2 separate regions of the Sus scrofa genome follow, and region 1 is linked to region 2. Evidence: chromatin contacts called from public HiChIP or PLAC-seq data. All regions are on one chromosome and are shown on one strand. Each heading gives the region's core, a stretch centred on a gene start, on an enhancer-like site or on the middle of the called end of the contact. The rest is flanking DNA. Distances are from core to core; before and after follow the strand shown.

The links. HiChIP or PLAC-seq counts read pairs in DNA pulled down with a chosen protein or histone mark.
Region 1: a contact with region 2 is called in an H3K27ac HiChIP or PLAC-seq map of skeletal muscle, with 4 times the contacts expected there. The contact joins two enhancer-like sites. A contact is called at or near these places in 1 of 47 Hi-C or Micro-C datasets (embryonic fibroblasts) and 1 of 2 datasets of contacts at active chromatin or transcription factors (skeletal muscle).

The regions. Positions count from the first base shown.
Region 1 is chrX:58,494,757-58,500,748 of Sscrofa11.1, forward strand. It overlaps PHKA1 (phosphorylase b kinase regulatory subunit alpha, skeletal muscle isoform), which reads right to left. Exons shown (of 32, transcript XM_021080697.1): 19 at 2,016-2,107; 20 at 1,517-1,656. Among named protein-coding and RNA genes, the nearest start is that of HDAC8, 47 kb to the left of the region's middle. Within about 2 kb of position 3,670, at least 23 of the 83 cell types and tissues checked have an H3K27ac peak or open chromatin away from gene starts, as enhancers often do. A contact at or near this core is called in skeletal muscle, where this site is marked.
Region 2 is chrX:58,121,898-58,127,395 of Sscrofa11.1, forward strand. No RefSeq gene overlaps it. Among named protein-coding and RNA genes, the nearest start is that of ERCC6L, 6.7 kb to the left of the region's middle. Within about 2 kb of position 3,759, at least 10 of the 83 cell types and tissues checked have an H3K27ac peak or open chromatin away from gene starts, as enhancers often do. A contact at or near this core is called in skeletal muscle, where this site is marked.

The DNA.
Region 1 (5,992 bases), core at 2,420-4,919, 370 kb after region 2:
ACCCTGTTAATCTTGTTCAGGCTGGGAGGTGGGTGCCAAAGTGTTCATCACACTATTCTCTTGACTGTTGTATAAGTTTGGGCATTTCTACTATAAAAGTTACTCTCTCCTCTCTGGAGGATGGGTTGAGGAGAGCTGGATTGAAGTAGGAAGACTTGTTCGGAAATTGTGGCAATAGTCCTAGGGACTGACTAAGCATTGAAGGAAGGCAGCAATACTAGAAATGTAGAAGATAAATATTTAGAAGTAAAACTGGACAGACTTGGTGATTAACTGGATGGGGGGCAGGGAGCCTTGATGATTAGGTAGGTGTTGGTTCCAACAACAGAGATGGAGAATTTCATAGAGGCGATTCCATTTTTTATGTTTGACTGCAGACTGCTTTCAAGTCTACCACTCCCTTTTCCCTTCCAGCCTAAATCTGGACAAGCTGATAAGAAAGTCTGAGTGTTCTCACCTTTGGTGCCATTGAAAACCCTCCTCCTAGCCTCACCTCCTAATCATAATAAAATTCCAAATTCAGCCTCTTTCCTTGCTCGCTCAAGCTTCTTTAAGGACCAACTTGAGAACCTGTTCCTCTGTCCCCAGAAAGTCTCATTACGTGAATAATAAACATTTCACACCCTTCTACTATGCGTAGGGCATCATCAGTCTCAACATTCCAACCAAATTACGGGGGGGGGGATCCATCCTACCTCTTCAGGGTGGCAACAACATGAATAAATGAGGAATAACAAGTTATTTTATGGGGGGATAGAGAGGAGTTCAATTGGGCATACTGAGTTGGAGGTACCTAGATAAAATATACTTTGGAGTTCTTGTCATGGCTCAGTGGAAACGAATCTGACTAGCATCCATGAGGACGCAGGCTCGATCCCTGGCCTTGCTCAGTGGGTTGAGGGTCCCGTGTTATGATCTATGGTGTAGGTTGCAGATGCAGCTCGGATCTGGTGTTGCTGTGGCTGTGGTGTAGGCCAGTGGCTACAGCTCCATTTTGACCCCTAGCCTGGGAACTTCTACATGCCGCAGGTGTGGCCCTGAAAAAAAAAAAAAGACAAAAACAAAACAAAAACGTAAAATGTACCTTAGTAGAGGCTACTTGACACATAATAAACACTTGCAAATGCTAGGTTTTTTTTTTTTCCTGCAAGCCTACATATTCTTACTTCTTTTGAGTTAAAAATCTATCTGTAGATTTTACCAAATAATGGAGGCTTAAAATAACCATAATAGTGATAATAACAGTTATGTTATTAGTCACCTACTATGTACCAGGCATTGTATTAGAGACTTTGAAGATATTTTATCTTGTTTAAACTTTAAAACAATTCTAACGAGGTAGGTGTAATCCAAAGTTTATAAATGAGGATAATTGAGACTTTGAAGTTACATAGTGGATAGGTTGCAGAACTATTCAAATTCACATCAGTGAGACTCCAAAGCTGTGCTATATTTTCTACACTATACCTCCTTTCTATATGAACATGAATGTAGATTGATAATACCCATCACTTACTTCATGGTATACAACATGTACAGGATATCAGCTTGCTCCTGTAAGCTAGAGGTCTCTCTCAATTGTAAAACCAGTGCTTTAAAGTCCACTTCCCCAGACTTGTCTCTAGGAAGATGTATTTCTACACGAACAGAGGGAACCTTTAATTTGAGAAAAGACAGGAAAAAAAAGTCCATAAGTGATCACCTTAAATAATGCCCTGGAGTGTTGATCTTTTCACCTCTAAACTTTTTACATTAGAGTTCCCCAAATTTTGACAAAAAGTAAAGCAGAAACAACAAAACTTTCAGAATGTATGATGCAGCAATCTAGTTTTCTTAAACCTGACTGAAAAACTGCCCATTTAAAAAGTGGACTAAAAAGGACACATATCTTCATCAGAGTAGCATTTTGTCTACCACCTGTTACTAGCAGAAACCATAATGGCTAGTTCTATTATTTTCTGTAAGGATGGCAGTTTTGCAAAAAGCTGATAGAAATACCTAATGTGCAAATTTACCTGGTCCTCTCGTGAGGGATGAGGTGAGTCAAGTAAGTGGAATGAAGGCCGAGAAGCCTGAAATATCTTTGTAGGAAGATACATGTGGACATCTGTAAGAGGTTGACATTCATAGAAAAGCTTAGATAATTAGGACACTAATAAAAATGCACAGTTGACCTCAACAGTGAAGTTACATATGGGTTGGTTCTTTATAGAACAAGAATGAGAAATTTACCTTTTATTGGTAATAGCAAAGAAAAGAAATATGAATGTCCTATAAATCAAAGTATGTTCAATCAATCAATCAACCTTTTTTGAATGCAATGTCTAGAATTGAAGCATCAGCTGGGCATATAAGATATTAAATTCTATGAATGTAATCAGTACTACAATGGTGATATCTCATTACTTTAATATAACACCACATATTACAAAAAGAACCCAGTTACATTTTTATCTTTTCTGGACTCTTCTAGGAGAATATCTGGCTGCAGGCAGTTGGACTTCCTTGATTCTCATCTAGGGAATTAAAAAGTGTACTTTCTGACTAATTTTGAGATATTCCTAAGATTTTTACTTACGGTTCATTGTTGACATACTTACCATAACCTCTAAGGAGAGACTCTCTTGTCATTTTTGCCATTTTATAGATACAGAAAGAGAGATACAGAGCTCAAGTAACTGTTCAAGCAAAGTAAGTAGTAGAGCTGGGAATTAAGCTCAAGTTTCCTGATTCACAATATACAAGTATGGCTTAATAAAGCTGCTATCTTTGCATAAGCCCTTTGTCAAGGAAGCATATACGAAGGCTATGTATGCTAAGCTTTTCCCTAGCCTAAATGTTAAATGATCCCTCAATGATCATGTTTAATATCTTTGGTTAGTAATGGTCAATAGAATTTTAGACAGTAAGAGCATGCATCTCAATCATTTTGTCATCTGTGAAATGTTAACATTTAGGTCCTCTAGGTGTGGCCAAGGAGCCCTTCTGTCCCTTCATATGCAGCTACCATAAGGTACTGAACACTCTTAAGAACTGTGACTACTCTGAGCAATGTGTAGTAGAAAAGAGATTCTTCACTGCAAATATTACTGAAGGAGGGTAGTGGTCTTGGGGAGGAGAATGGCAAAGTTGTTAAAAGAATGATACTATAGTTGACAAATACAGCTCTATGCTGCTGGAACAACTGACTGTATAAGTTACAGCTGGCCTAAGGAACCAGATGTAGCTTACTTACGGGAGACTATCTCCCTCTCCATTGCAAGGCTATCGTGTAATGATCTACAATGCTTTCCTCTTTAAATGAAATTACTTCCAAATTAGAAGGAGAAAAATCATTTCCGTCTTTTAATACTTGTGTATTAATACTGAATATGCACCATCCTTTTTGTTCTGTCTCTTCTTGCTATGTAACTGGTTAAACTAAACCCAATTCATTACTTTTACAAATATTTCAGTGTCTAATATCTTCTAAGTGCTGTGTGAGATGCTGGGGATAAAGAAGTGAACAAAACAAAGTTCCTGCTTACACTGTAATAAACACCCCACCCCCATCCTGGGCTTCACGTCATCCTGTTCCTGACTCCAGTGAGTCATGGCATTACTCACTCTGTACATGCAGCTCCTTGGCCTTGGTCACCAAGGACATTAAATCGCAGGTTGTTTGCACAGCCGCTCGGAACCGATTTAGCCCTCCCTTCTGTGAGGTAGGGCCTAGTTTAGCATGGGGAGCAGTGTGTGCCAAGAGGTGATCTAAATAACGAGCAACTTCATCACCACAGCGAGCTGAAAGGTTAGTGGGAGGAGGGGGGAGAGAAAAAATAAACATTTTAGTTATTTCATAATCTACCCCACCAAACAGAATGACTGGCTCCTGTGCCCACAACACCAGAAATAAGTTGTTTTAGCTCATGGGAAAAAAATGTTTGTGATCATTATACAATCTTATAGTTTTATTTTTCAGAAACTTGGCCATTTACCAGGCCCCACCTGTTCTTCAACTTTGTTGAGACAATATTAGGGCCCCCTCCAAAAGAGTATAACTTATTAAAGGCCAGGTGGAGCTTTTCATAATCTATGTATGTGTGTGATGATAGTGGTGGTGGCAGTGGTGGTAGAGGAGGGCCATTTGGCTCTCACTTGTATGAGGAGACTTGTGGGGAAGGGCAAAAACTTTCCCCCAGACATTGTGCCTAGTTGAAAAGAGTTATTTAGATTCTACAAATGGCAGTTGCAATTGCTACAGAAAAAATAATGGGTGTCAAATGAACTACTGACCACACGTTTGTTCTTTCTAGTCACCTCCTTCATTTATTCACCAAATATTTATTGCCCACTATGTACCAGGTGGTGTACTAGGTGCTGAGGTTTTAGTGTTGAAGACGACAGATATGGTCCTTTTCCTCTTGGACTCTCCCTCTCCAACATACCTTCGATAACATTATCTCTGACTATGGATAATGGTAACCAAATATATATATATATATCTCCTGTGGATGCCCTCACATTTCAGAGTTTACATGAACATTTACAACAGTTATAGCTGGAAAAGCCCAGTTTTTGGATCAATACTGAAGTTTTCTATGTCAGTCATACATCATCTGGATTTTGATCATCTTTAGGGAACTTTCCAGATGTCTTTCTGTTCTCTGATGTGACTAATAGAAATCAGTAGAGCTGCAAGAATGGACCTCATACTCAGTGACATCCTAATAACAAATATTATAACCGTGAATACAATCTACACATTTGAGTGGAGGATTATGAATAATATATAGAGAAGTGCTCTCCTCATGGATGGGCTGACAAGTAATAAACACTCCCATTGTGAGGTCACCAAGGAGTAAACCCAGAGATGTGGGAAAGTGACTCAGAGTGTATAATATCAAATCAGTAAAACATATCATTAAAGAGATAGGTATATTTCAGAAAGTAATCTAAGAGAATGAATGCTACAGATGTAATCACAACTACCCATGGAATAGCAAACATCCTCAATATATGATTGTCTGGTTTTCAAAATATTTCAGCGTACACCAAGATAGATATCATGACTTTGGATATTACTAATAATAGGAAATTACCCTGTATTTAATGTTCTCTTCCAACAAAGAAATTCACACTATTTTATATTTTATTTTATTTTTTTGTCTTTTGTCCTTTTAGGTCCACACCCGCGGCATATGAAGGTTCCTAGGCTAGGGGTCTAATTGGAGCTGTTGCTGCCGGCCTACACCAGAGCCACAGCAATGCCAGAACCACAGCAATGCCAGATCCAAGCCATGTCTGCAACCTACACCACAGCTCACAGCAACGCTGGATCCTTAACCCATTGAGCGAGGCCAGGGATCAAACCCGCAACCTCATGGTTCCTAGTTGGATTCATTTCCTCTGCACCATGACGGGAACTCCTTGTTTTTTATTTTATATTTTTGTTATTTTTTTCCTTTTAGGGCCACACCCATGGCATATGGAGGTTCCTAGGCTAGGGGTTGAATCGGAGCTGTAGCTGCTGGCCTACATCACAGCCACAACAATGCAGGATTGGAGCCATGTCTGCAACCAACACCACAGCTCATGGCAATGACGGATCCTTAACCTACTGAGCGAGGTCAGGGATAGAACCTGCGTCCTCATGGATGCTAGTCAGATTCGTTTCCACTGAGCCACAACGGGAACTCCCACACTATTTTAGATCTTACAAAAACAAATACAGGGTAAATTAAATGGTGCTTAGAAGAATAAATGCTGAGCCCAAATGAGAATATACTCCATGTGACTGCTGGTGTGTTGGCTTAGTGTATATGAGATTATACTTGCTAGTTCACTGAGGAAAGCTAATTTATTTTTTCTTCTCTCCAACACACCACCTGTAAGATAAAGGCTAACAGTCAAATACCTAGACAATGAAAGCAGACCAACCATGTTTTAGATAGCTAGAACAATTCTCTCCTATCGGTCCTTCTCTCTTTGGGATTCAAATGATGTAATGCTT
Region 2 (5,498 bases), core at 2,509-5,008:
TCATCTATTTAATAAACATGTGTTAAGCCTTTACAAGGCAAGGGTCTCGGTGCTAGAGTACAGTGGTGAGCAAAACAGACAGATATGTTCTGGCTATCCAGGAGTTTAAAGTTTGATTGGGCAATGGTGGGGTGGGGGCTCAACTTGAAATAATGATCATGCATGCATGTGGAAAATTACAAACCATGATGATGTTTGTAGGAAGGAAAACTCCGGGGAGTTCTGAGAGCATTTGATGAGGTACCTTACCCAGTCTGGAAGGGCTGGGAAAGATTTCTCCAAGAAAGAAGTACTTGAGCTGAGAGCTGAAGGATAATGAGGAGTTAATTAAACCAAAAAAAAGGGGGGAGGGGGGAGGGAAGAGCATTTCAGGTAGAGGGAAGAGCATGACCAAAAACCCTGCAACAGAAGAGAGCTTGAGGAGTTCCCATCGTGGCGCAGTGGTTAACGAATCCGACTAGGAACCATGAGGTTGCGGGTTCGGTCCCTGCCCTTGCTTAGTGGGTTAACGATCCGGCGTTGCCGTGAGCTGTGGTGTAGGTCGCAGACGCGGCTTGGATCCCCCGTTGCTGTGGCTCTGGCGTAGGCTGGCAGCTACAGTTCCGATTAGACCCCTAGCCTGGGAACCTCCATATGCTGCGGGAGTGGCCCAAGAAATGGCAAAAAGACAAAAAAAAAAAAAAAAAAAAAAAAGCTAAGGTAATTGGAGCAAGGGCTGGAATGCTAGAATCTGAACAGTTTTTTTGCGGTCCAATGCAATGTCACAGGTAAGGAAACTGCCACTGAGAAGGAAGTGACTTGTCCAAGGTTACACCCTGAATCAGTGGCAGAAATTGGATTCAAACCTAAGTTCCTTGACTTCCAGCCCAGTGCTCTTTACAGCACAGATCTTGGCTTCCCTACATATGAGGATGAGGGAGGCCAACTGGGTGTCAGCAAAATGCTGCTTTCAGGGACTGAGCATGGGAGAGGGTATTTTTAGAGATAAGTATAAATAACCAAATGAAATCTTCATATGGCCAAGGAAATCAAGAGTGGGTTTGGGGCAGAAAAGAGAAGAAAGTGATTTGGAAACAGGAAGAATTTAATTTGTGATTCCTGGACACCTAATTAAGCGTTTCTCCTCCTATTTGTAGTTAGTGTTCTAAAGTGGGTGTAGGGTTTTTTGGCGAGTAGAAAAGGGGACTGGACTGAGGTCTTAACACCCTGTTCGGGGATGAGAGGAGTCTGTCCCAGGGGAGGAAGGACAGGAGTGCTCTCCAGCTCTGCTGCCCAGCCATGAGTCATCTCCAGCTCTGCCAGCAGGGGGAGCTGGAAACCAAATTTCCTAAGAATGGCAGCTGGCCTGGCCCCCAGGCTGGATAAATTCTTATTGGAAACTGGTAAAGTCAGCCCAAGATGCTGTGGAAATGACAAGAACAGAGAGGAAAGAGGGAGCCAAGAGTTAGGACTATCCACAGGGTCTTTGCACTAAACTGCTAAATCTAATGAGTGCTTCCTAAACTGCTTTCTAGAGTTTAGGCTGAAGCAGCCACCAAAGGGGAGAGAAGGACAGTTGCTGCTGCAAAAAAAACATGGCATTCTCCACTCTCCTCAGGCTACCTCATCCACTCCCAAGACAGCACAATTCTCTGTCTGGCCTCATCCTCTCTCCTGAGTTTCAGACTTAGACGCCCAGCTGGATACCGGACATGACTTCCTAGAAGCTTAAACTCAACATGGCACTGAACTCATTTCCTGCCCTCCCCAGACCTGTTCCCTCAGTATTCCCCATCTCCAGGAACAGCACTACCAACAGCCTAACGTTAGAGTCAGAAATTGGGAGGCATCTTTCCAATCTACCAATAAGTCCTGTTGGCTCTACCTCCAAAATATATCTCAAATCTGAACACTTCTTTCCATCTCCACTGCCACATTCTGGTCCATGCTACCATCATCTCTTGCCTGGCTCACTACCATAGCCTCCTGACTTTCTGCCTGCTTTTATATGTGTACCAGCTCCCTACTGTCTCCGCACCCAGAAACCAGAGTAATCTTGCTAAAATACCAATCTGGAGTTCTCAGGGGCCTAGCAATTGAGGATCCAGTGTTGTTGCTGCAGTGGCTCAGGTTGCTGCTGTGGTGTGGGTTCAGACCCTGGCCCGGGAACTTCCACATGCCAAGGGCATGGCCAAAAAAAAACCAAAAATAACCCACCAATTTGATTGTGTCCTAGGCTGGTCTAACCCCTTCAAGGCCTCCTCCTTGCCCTCAAAATCAAATCCTTCCTCCTCACTATGGCTTATAAGACCTCCCTGATCTGGCGCCTGACTGCTTCTCTTGCATTTTTCACGGCCCCTACACACACACACACACACACACACACACACACACACACACACACACCACACACACATCACACATCACACATCACACATCACAATATTCTCAAACTGAACTACCTCCACTTACTCAAATCTTGCCTCTAGGCCTTCTCACATGCTGTTTCCTCTCTCTGGACTTTCTTCCCCTCCTTTGTGTCTCATTATCCTCCTATCCACCCCTTGGCTCTTAGATCTCCCTTCTTTCAAGGACCTTTCATGATCCTGACCATCAGTGGTCCTCTATGACACAATGTGCCATGCCCTGCCTTTATCTTTGGATTTAGTCCATGGAATGTAGTGGCCTGATTACCTCTCTGGCTCCCCCATGATCACGTGATCTCTGTGAAGGACAGATCTGTCTTGCACAGTTACAGCTTCACAGAGCTTAGCAAGTACTTACACATAGTAGCTAGTAAGTAAATATTTGTTAGAGGGATGGATGAATTTATCAATCAATTCACGAATCCTAAAGGAGAGCAATGGGCACCATGTTGAAGAACTTGAATGAGGCTGTGGGTAGGACTGATACATTCAAAGAGATAATGGGGACTAGGAACCAGGGAAGAGGGGAGGTCCAATGGCCCCTCTTGCCAGCATTGCCCTGTCTCCCTCTTGAATTTGCCTCAAGATGCACCTGAAAACTGGAGTTCCTGTTGTGATTCAGCGGGTTAAAAACCCAACTAGTATCCATGAGGATGTGAGTTCTATCCCCGGCATTGCTGTGGCTGTCATGTAGGCTATTGGCTGTACCTCTGATTCAACCCCTAACCTGCGAACTTCCATATGCCACAGGTGAGGCCCTGGAAAAAAAAAAAAAAAGAACAGACCTGGAAATAGCGTAGTAGAGGAATCTGAGACTACACCCAGGAATAGGATATTTCTTTTCTAGTCCCTTCCCAAATCTTTGCTGGGACAAAACCACCCATGCTTGGCTGTAAGATGGACAGGCTCCAACCAGCGCTGAGTTTTGGTAGACTCCCTGGATACCCTATACCCCCTTGTTCCCCAGGTCAAGGGCATTTCTGGGAACTCTGGTGAGTTTCTTGTCAGCTTCCTCGCCCTCCTGGAGCAGCAGAGAAACCCTCCCTACATGGATGGGCCCCTCTCCCAAAAGCTGGAATCAAGGCTCCTCCCTGGTGCCAGCCAAAGAAGGGACTTCCAGGGGGGACTTAATCTTAACCTTTGTGGCCCTTTTCCTTTCTTCTTTGACACTAAAAGAGACAGAGAGTAAAAATTACAAGCTCTTGAGTGAGGGATGAGGGTTACATTTTCCTCCAGCCCTTCGAAGGCCTTGGCCCCCTGCCCAGATCTGAGTCAGGAACTGTATGTCCCAGAGAATTGGCTTCCCAGCCATCTGCTCTAAGCTTAAAGAGCCTAGGGGCCTTCGTGGGACACTCTGTTCAAATCAGCCAAGAAGGGCAGGGTGAGGACAACACAGCAGGAGGGACCTTGGCCAGTCTAGGCCTCTGAAGGTGTGGAGGGATGGGACAGATACATGACACCAAGGCATGTGGAGGGCATGGCAAATCCCCAAGCAGAGAGCTCCTCTCACAGCCCAGCTGCACTGCTCCTAGAGCCAAGCTTTTCCAGCTCCCCTTTCGAGGGAACTAATGGCTTTGTGAGCATCTACTTTATGCCAGGCATTTCCCCCACAACAAGTGATAAATAACTGTTCTCCTTTACCAATCATAGGAACCAAGACTCAGGGAGGCAAATTGCATTATGCAAGGTCATGCAGCAAGTACACAGCAGATTCAAAGACACCAGGATCAGGCTATCAACTCCCAGCTCCTTGGTGGATAGTTGCCAAAGTGACTAGAAAATGATTCTCCCTTTCAGTGAGTAGATAGGCAGACTGGGGACAATGCCTGGGAAGAGATACAGAAGGTCACACTCCTTGTGCCCCTGAGACACAGCTTGCTCCATTCAGGAGAAAACCTGTCTTTGTCCCTTTGACACACATCATCTCCAAGTGGTAGAAATGGGTCAAGCAATAAGGTCAAGTCGAACACGAGGAAAATGTTAGGGTGGAGACAAGAAAAGACTGACCTAAGGTCTCACATCAGAGGATAAGAGAATAGTTGTGATGAATAAGCCTATCCAAGAAGCCAGACAGATCCACAGGAGGAAGAATGACAAGGCACCCCTCATTCCTAAAATCCTGACAGCCCTAGACATTCACACAGATTGAAAAACCAATCCTCTGCCATAGTTGCCAGTGGGCAGATTTGGGGACCCATAAAATCTGCGGAATGATGTCTCTGCAGCTAATCTTTAGTGTACCAGGATTTCTCAACCTTAGATTCATGTTAGAATCACTGGGGAATCTTTTAAAAAACAGTGGCTAGGGAGTTCCTGTCGTGGCGCAGTGGTTAACGAATCCGACAAGGAACCATGAGGTTGCAGGTTCGATCCCTGCCCTTGCTCAGTGGGTTAATGATCCAGCATTGCCGTGAGCTGTGGTGTAGGTCACAGACACGGCTCGGATCCCACGTTGCTGTGGCTCTGGCGTAGGCCGGTGGCTGCAGCTCCAATTAGACCCCTAGCCTGGGAACCTCCATATGCCGTGGGGGAGTGGCCCAAGAAATGGCAAAAAGACAAAAAATAAATAAATAAAAATAAAAACAGTGGCTATATTTACAATACATTAACAAAGGACTAGTATCCAGAAAATATAAAGAGTTCCTACAAATCAGTAATAAAATGATGACCTCCCCCAAATATATACCTAGCCCAAATGTCCTGGAATATGTGCATGGATAAACAAATGTTGATGTACCCATACAAGGGAATACCACACAGCAATAAAAAAGGAAGTTGAGGGGGTTCCCTTGTGATGCAGTGGGTTAAGGATCTGGGGTGGTCATGGGAGGGGCCTAGGTTGCTGCTACAGCATGGCTTCAATCCCTGGCGCAGGAACTTCCACAGCCACAGGCACAGGCAAAATAAAGGGAAGTTGATCAGTGCAACAGTTTGAATGAATTGCAAAGCCATTATGCTAAATGAAAGAAACCAATCTCAAAACGTTACCTACTGCTTGATTCCATTTATATGCATTTCAAGAACAATCAAAATGAATCTATAATAGAAATCAGAATGGTGGTTGCCTCTGGCAGGGCTAGGGGATTGACTGGG